Linked DNA regions of Mus musculus: region 2 is linked to region 1. The links are chromatin contacts, called in public HiChIP or PLAC-seq maps. All regions are on one chromosome and are shown on one strand. The core of a region is the stretch at or near the end of the contact, and the rest is flanking DNA. Distances in the headings are between cores, read along the strand shown.

Region 1 (2,581 bases), core at 28-2,527:
CTCCTTGCTTAACCTCCCCCTAGGGAGTGGTCAGGGGAGAGGCATTCTCTGCCTGACCATCACTGTCCACTGGGCAGTGTCCTTTAACCTTCTGTATGATTGCAGACTCAAACAGAAACAAGCCCTACCCCTCCTAGGCACCCAGGCTCATCACCCATTCCTGCAACATCAGCACCAAAGCCCCAGTCCAGCGCTCACACCAGCATGGTGCTGTAGACGCAGGGCATGTAGGGATCACTTGGTCTCTTCTTCATTTGTGAGCGCGGCATAAGGAGCACAGAGAAGCATCCTTGACTCCAAACCCTGTAGGGCAGGGGGTCTATGCTGTTATTTGCTCCATTATATCCAGTCTCGCCCCTGTGGCACCTTCCCGTGTTGGGTGCATTAAGAAGCAAATGTCACCCCTCATGGTTGGTTCTCCCTTGTGGCTCCTCCATCACAGGGCTGCCCTGCACCGCAGCCCTCTGAGCAACCTGGGGTAACTGCTGCAGATGGAATAAGTGTAGGCAGACTTGTTGAAGAGCTGCCCGTGCAAAGGCCCCGTGGCCCCTCACACTAGACTGCCTTTATCCTTCCTTTGTTATTAGTCAGCGCCGTGCTGGCAAGGGATGCCATTTGGAAGTAGATGTCCCCCAGTGTCCTTTAGGAAGTCACCACATTTGGAAGGAACCAGAGTTTGTCCCCGGACATGGACACTTTTCTGTGCTGGAGGCCAAGCTGCCGAAAACATACATTTCTAATTAAAATAGGAATTAATCCTCTCCCCAACTACCTGCTATCTGCAGTTGGGTGAGCACAAGCCTTATTCTTCTAATTAATGTTATCACTGGTCGCATTATTTACATAAGCAGATAGGATTTACGCAGGCGTGTGGGAGCTGATGGGAAACTTAATTTTTTTTGAAGTTTAAAAAAAACCAACAACAATTAATTACCTTGACCATTCCTCTTTCAGTCTAATCACAGATGTACAGACCCTTTATCCACCCCCTGCCCCAGCCCACAGTGACGCCTTCTTCAGTACACTGGACACTTGTTTTAAATGAGGGCCACAGAGCACACCGAGGGGGAGTGACAGCCAGGGCCTGGAAGGCCCAACACACGTGATCTACTTTTGCCCGGTGTTGGGGTTTTTTTGGTTGCCCAGTTAAATAGGTTCTAAGCACCACATTAAGATCTCAAAAAGCTCCTGTCAGATTAATAAATCATCCTAAGTGCTCTGGCATTCAGCAGTGTGTCCGGAGGTCTGAGGCTCGGTGGGAGGTGAGGTGTCGTGCCTTCAGGGGCTGCCTTGAGTGGTCTTTGCCAAGGGGTTCCTGGCCTGACTAAAGGCTGTGCACGCTAGAGATCTTTTCCTAGCTTTGTGTCTGGGTCCTGGGGGTCCCTGTTCTGTGATGCCGCCTCTTCTTGGGGCGTGGCTGTGATTTTTATTTTCTTCCCCTGCCGGACTGTATATTCCTTTGAGAGTCTCAGTGACAGAGTGCCCAGTCTGCTCCCCACGTAGCATACCGAAGTGCCTGGTGGCTGCTGGCCAGGCATGTGAGTGTACAACCTGATCTCCTTTGTCCTGTGGTAAACAGAAGAATGCCCCGGGGTTGGCTGAACACTGAACACAGCGCTCCAGCTTCAGTTCCCAACCCCTGTGGTAACTTACTTACTTACATCTGGTGCTCAGAGCTTGGTGGGTCTGCTGGCTAGCTGTGGCCTCTTTAACCCGATTCCCTTCATCTTCCGCCAGAGGAGACATCCCATCCCACCTGCCAGCCTGAAACGACCGCACCACACCACCTTTGGGTTACACAGTTCTGGGGCCTGGGTAGTAGGCTAGAAGCCATGTGGAGAAGGGACAAGGACAGAGAGTGGAGTTCTGAGGCGCTGCCCCCACCCTGCCGCCCCCATACAGGGAACAGATGCGCCATCTCAAAGAGTTTCCTCCTCCAAAGAGACTCCAGTGTGCTGTTCCCCTTCTTGAATGAAGGAAAGAATGAGGCTGAGTGGAGAGTAATTAACGAAATGGAGGCGGAAATATGCCATGAAAGGGAGCAAAATGAGGATCAGGGAGGAAGCGCCCGTCTCCTGGCCCCAGCCTGTGCTAGAGCTTTTCCTGCCCAGCCCAGGGCAGCGTCTTCGGCACCCAGTGTTAGCCCCGGATGGCTGGGTCTGAGGAGCGTAGCAATCAGACCTGCTCAGGTGTACCCACATCCCTTGGTTCTTCTGTCCCAGGTTTCCAGTGAAAACCCTAGCCTCATAGCACAGCGCACTGTGTGGAAATCCCTCAAAGCCTCGTGCTGTGGGATGGGGAGCGGGCAGCTTGATTCCTCTGTGGGTGGAAGGAAGCGAGCGAGGCATTGGGCACGGGCTTTCCTCCTCCCAGGCCTCTTTTCTAGGTGAAAGCACTGCTGTGCTATTTGTGTTTCCAGGAGGAGACGGCACATAAGCTCTGTCCTTTGGTTCTGCCCTGACCAAAAGCTGCTGCTCACCCCCACCCCCCCCGAAATGGGAGGACAAGGGTCAACACCACATTATGTAGAATCAACCTGTCTCCGTTCTTGTCAGCGTGACACAAATCCAGACACATCTGG
Region 2 (2,581 bases), core at 34-2,533, 130 kb after region 1:
GAAGATTAATTGGTTCTCATTAGCCTAGGAGTCAATTTGCAGACATTCGGTAAGAGCCCCTGTAAAGAAAGCTGTTGACAAATTGGAGTAGATTCAAACCAAACAGCGAGGCCCTTGAGGGACTGAGGAAGGACTGGAGAGCCCCGAGCAACAAGCAAGGTTGATTGGCTCTCACATAGGCCTCCATTGTGGGCATGGGCCAGCCATATACCCTGCTGATTGGACAACCATGGTCTGATCTCACAGGTGAACACAGTGGGCCTCCTCCAGTGTCAGTGAACTCGACCAAGTTCACAGGGCAGCCAGGACCCAGAGCTCACATGCCTCGTCCCCATAGTGATATCTGGGCCTTCCAGTTCAGGGCTGCCTCTGTCAGGATGCAGCTCTCTCTTTCTCTCTCTCTCTCTCTCTCTCTCTCTCTCTCTCTCTCTCTCTCTCTCTCTCTCTCTCTCTCTCTCTCTCCCTTCTGGTTTCCAGTCTCTTCATCTATCAGCTAGGCACTCTCAGGCCGAAAGGGCTTCTGGGTAGTAGCAGACAGTCCCAGCTATTTCTGGATTCAGCTGCTGCATCTCTGGATCCTGGGCGAGCCTCTTGTCTCTGCATACCTATTGCAGTGTGCTTAGCTAGTTAACACATGGTGGCAAAAATAGAGGAAAGCAGCCGAGGGGTTCCAACCCACAAACCCCTCTGAGCACACTGCTCTGTCCAAAGGCTACAGAACTAGTGAGGCTTATCTGAACCCTGAGCTGGGTTTTGAGGAGTAGATAGGAGTTTCCTTGATGCTAGCACTGGGTGGACGGAACAGCACGGGTCCAGGCACAGGGAAGCAGGTGTAGTAAGTGATGGGGTACTGCGATGTGGAGTGACTTGGTGTGTGAGGGAGGTTAGGTTCAGCATGGCCTCTCTCTCCCGCTGCTCAGAGTAGCAGGTGAGTGCCCGGGCATCCTGGTGGCCTGTGAATTCCCCAGGGCTTCCGGCCAGCCCCACCCTGCAGAGCTGTCTGGCACCCGGTGTGAAAATGAAGATTGATCATGGCGGCAAGGCAGCCTGGCCGCAGAGCCAGCCGGGAGTTGCAGCAACCCCGGGCTTCATTATTATTTTAAGTGTTACTCAGCTTCTTTATTGAATTCTCCAAGTCAGGAAAAATTCTGGCGAGATAAGAAGTTGACATTTTCAGACGCAGCAACGAGAGAACTGTGCAGGCGGCGAGGACAGCGCGCGCAGAGCCTGCTTGGCATGAGAATGTCCCAGCCCACTGCCACCACCCACGGCCACACAGGCACATGCACAGGCGTGCTGACTCAGGACAAGGGAGCCCAGCCAACCGGGGGTGGGGGCAGAGGGGAGGGAGAGAGGGGGAAGGCTGCTTCCGAGAAAACCACTGGAGACCTCTCTCTTCTCTCTACCTCCCCCTACCCTGCCTGTCTCCCTACCTTCCTTTATTGAGTACCTACTATGTGCCAGGCTGGGGTGCACACTAGCTCAGCATAGGGCTCTTTTTTTGCCTTAGAGTAAGGCTGAGGATCACAAGCTGTCACTGTGGAGCAGTGTGCACGTGAACAAGGCCAAGTAGAACTCAGGGGAGGAGATAACCTAGGGTCCTTCCAGGCCTGATTCCTGGGTGTGTCTGAGGCTACTGGCCTGAAGTGAAGTAGGTATTGACTTTGGGTTCAGTATCTGTTTGCTAAGCACATGATCACAGTACACCTGCTAAAGAAATGGACAGCTCTTTCTGGGAAGCTACATAGGAATTTCTGTATGGATCTTAAGGGAATTATGATTATAGGGTTTTCTCAAGGGAACATATTTTGTTGGTCTTCTGTGAAGGTCATGGCTGGGGATACAGACCTGATGGGGAGGCCCAGCCAATATGGCCAAAGGACAGAGGAAGAGACAGAGGTAAGATATGGAGGCCAAGGTTCCAGAGCCATCTCTTCAGATCCTTGGCTGGCTGGCCTCAGGCCTGGAACAAAATGGGTCTGAATTTGAGTATTCCGTGAAAGAATGACATGATCTCAGACACACACAACATTGTCCCAGCCCTGTGGTGGGAAGGTCCTGAGACCATCTCACCTGCACATGAACTCTAGGAAATTACTGTCCCAGAACAGGCTGAGTCTAGGTCATTGTCTTAGGGTCACCACCTGCCTCTGTGGCCTCCTCTTTCACATAGGTACACTTAGGGGTACAGAGAGACACACAGATGCATCCACACAGACATACTCATGAGCAAGCCTGCAGCTGCTAGTCCCTCTTCATCCTTCCAGCTTACACAGGACAGAGCTTTCTGCACCCCAGGGCTTTACCTCTTCTCTGTAAACCCATGGGCAACGGTTATGTCGGGAATGTTCCCCAAAGGCCCATATACTAACTTAATCATAGCCAGGGACATTGGAGGGTGGAGTCTTTAAGAGGTGGGGCCTGGTGGTAGGAAGTTAAGTCATTGGTGCCCCCTTGAAGAAAAGTATGGGGAACCTACCCCCTCTCTCAGCTTCCTTGCTCTGAGGGGTGAACAGGCCTTCTCTGCCACCATGATATACTCTGCTGCCATAGACCCAAAGCAACAGGGCCTGGTGACCAC

Evidence for each region. HiChIP or PLAC-seq counts read pairs in DNA pulled down with a chosen protein or histone mark.
Region 2: an H3K27ac HiChIP or PLAC-seq map of SST interneurons shows a contact between it and region 1, with 5 times the contacts expected there. The contact joins two enhancer-like sites. A contact is called at or near these places in 17 of 484 Hi-C or Micro-C datasets (brain, cerebral cortex, cortical neurons and 9 more), 8 of 115 datasets of contacts at active chromatin or transcription factors (PVALB interneurons, SST interneurons, embryonic basal ganglia and 5 more) and 1 of 9 other capture datasets (embryonic stem cells).

Annotation. Positions count from the first base shown.
Region 1 is chr15:73,855,749-73,858,329 of GRCm38.p6, forward strand. No RefSeq gene overlaps it. Among named protein-coding and RNA genes, the nearest start is that of Mroh5, 17 kb to the left of the region's middle. Within about 2 kb of position 1,278, at least 12 of the 459 cell types and tissues checked have an H3K27ac peak or open chromatin away from gene starts, as enhancers often do. A contact at or near this core is called in SST interneurons, cerebral cortex, cortical neurons and 1 more, where this site is marked.
Region 2 is chr15:73,981,293-73,983,873 of GRCm38.p6, forward strand. No RefSeq gene overlaps it. Among named protein-coding and RNA genes, the nearest start is that of Gm32355, 7.4 kb to the right of the region's middle. Within about 2 kb of position 1,284, at least 35 of the 459 cell types and tissues checked have an H3K27ac peak or open chromatin away from gene starts, as enhancers often do. A contact at or near this core is called in SST interneurons, cerebral cortex, cortical neurons and 1 more, where this site is marked.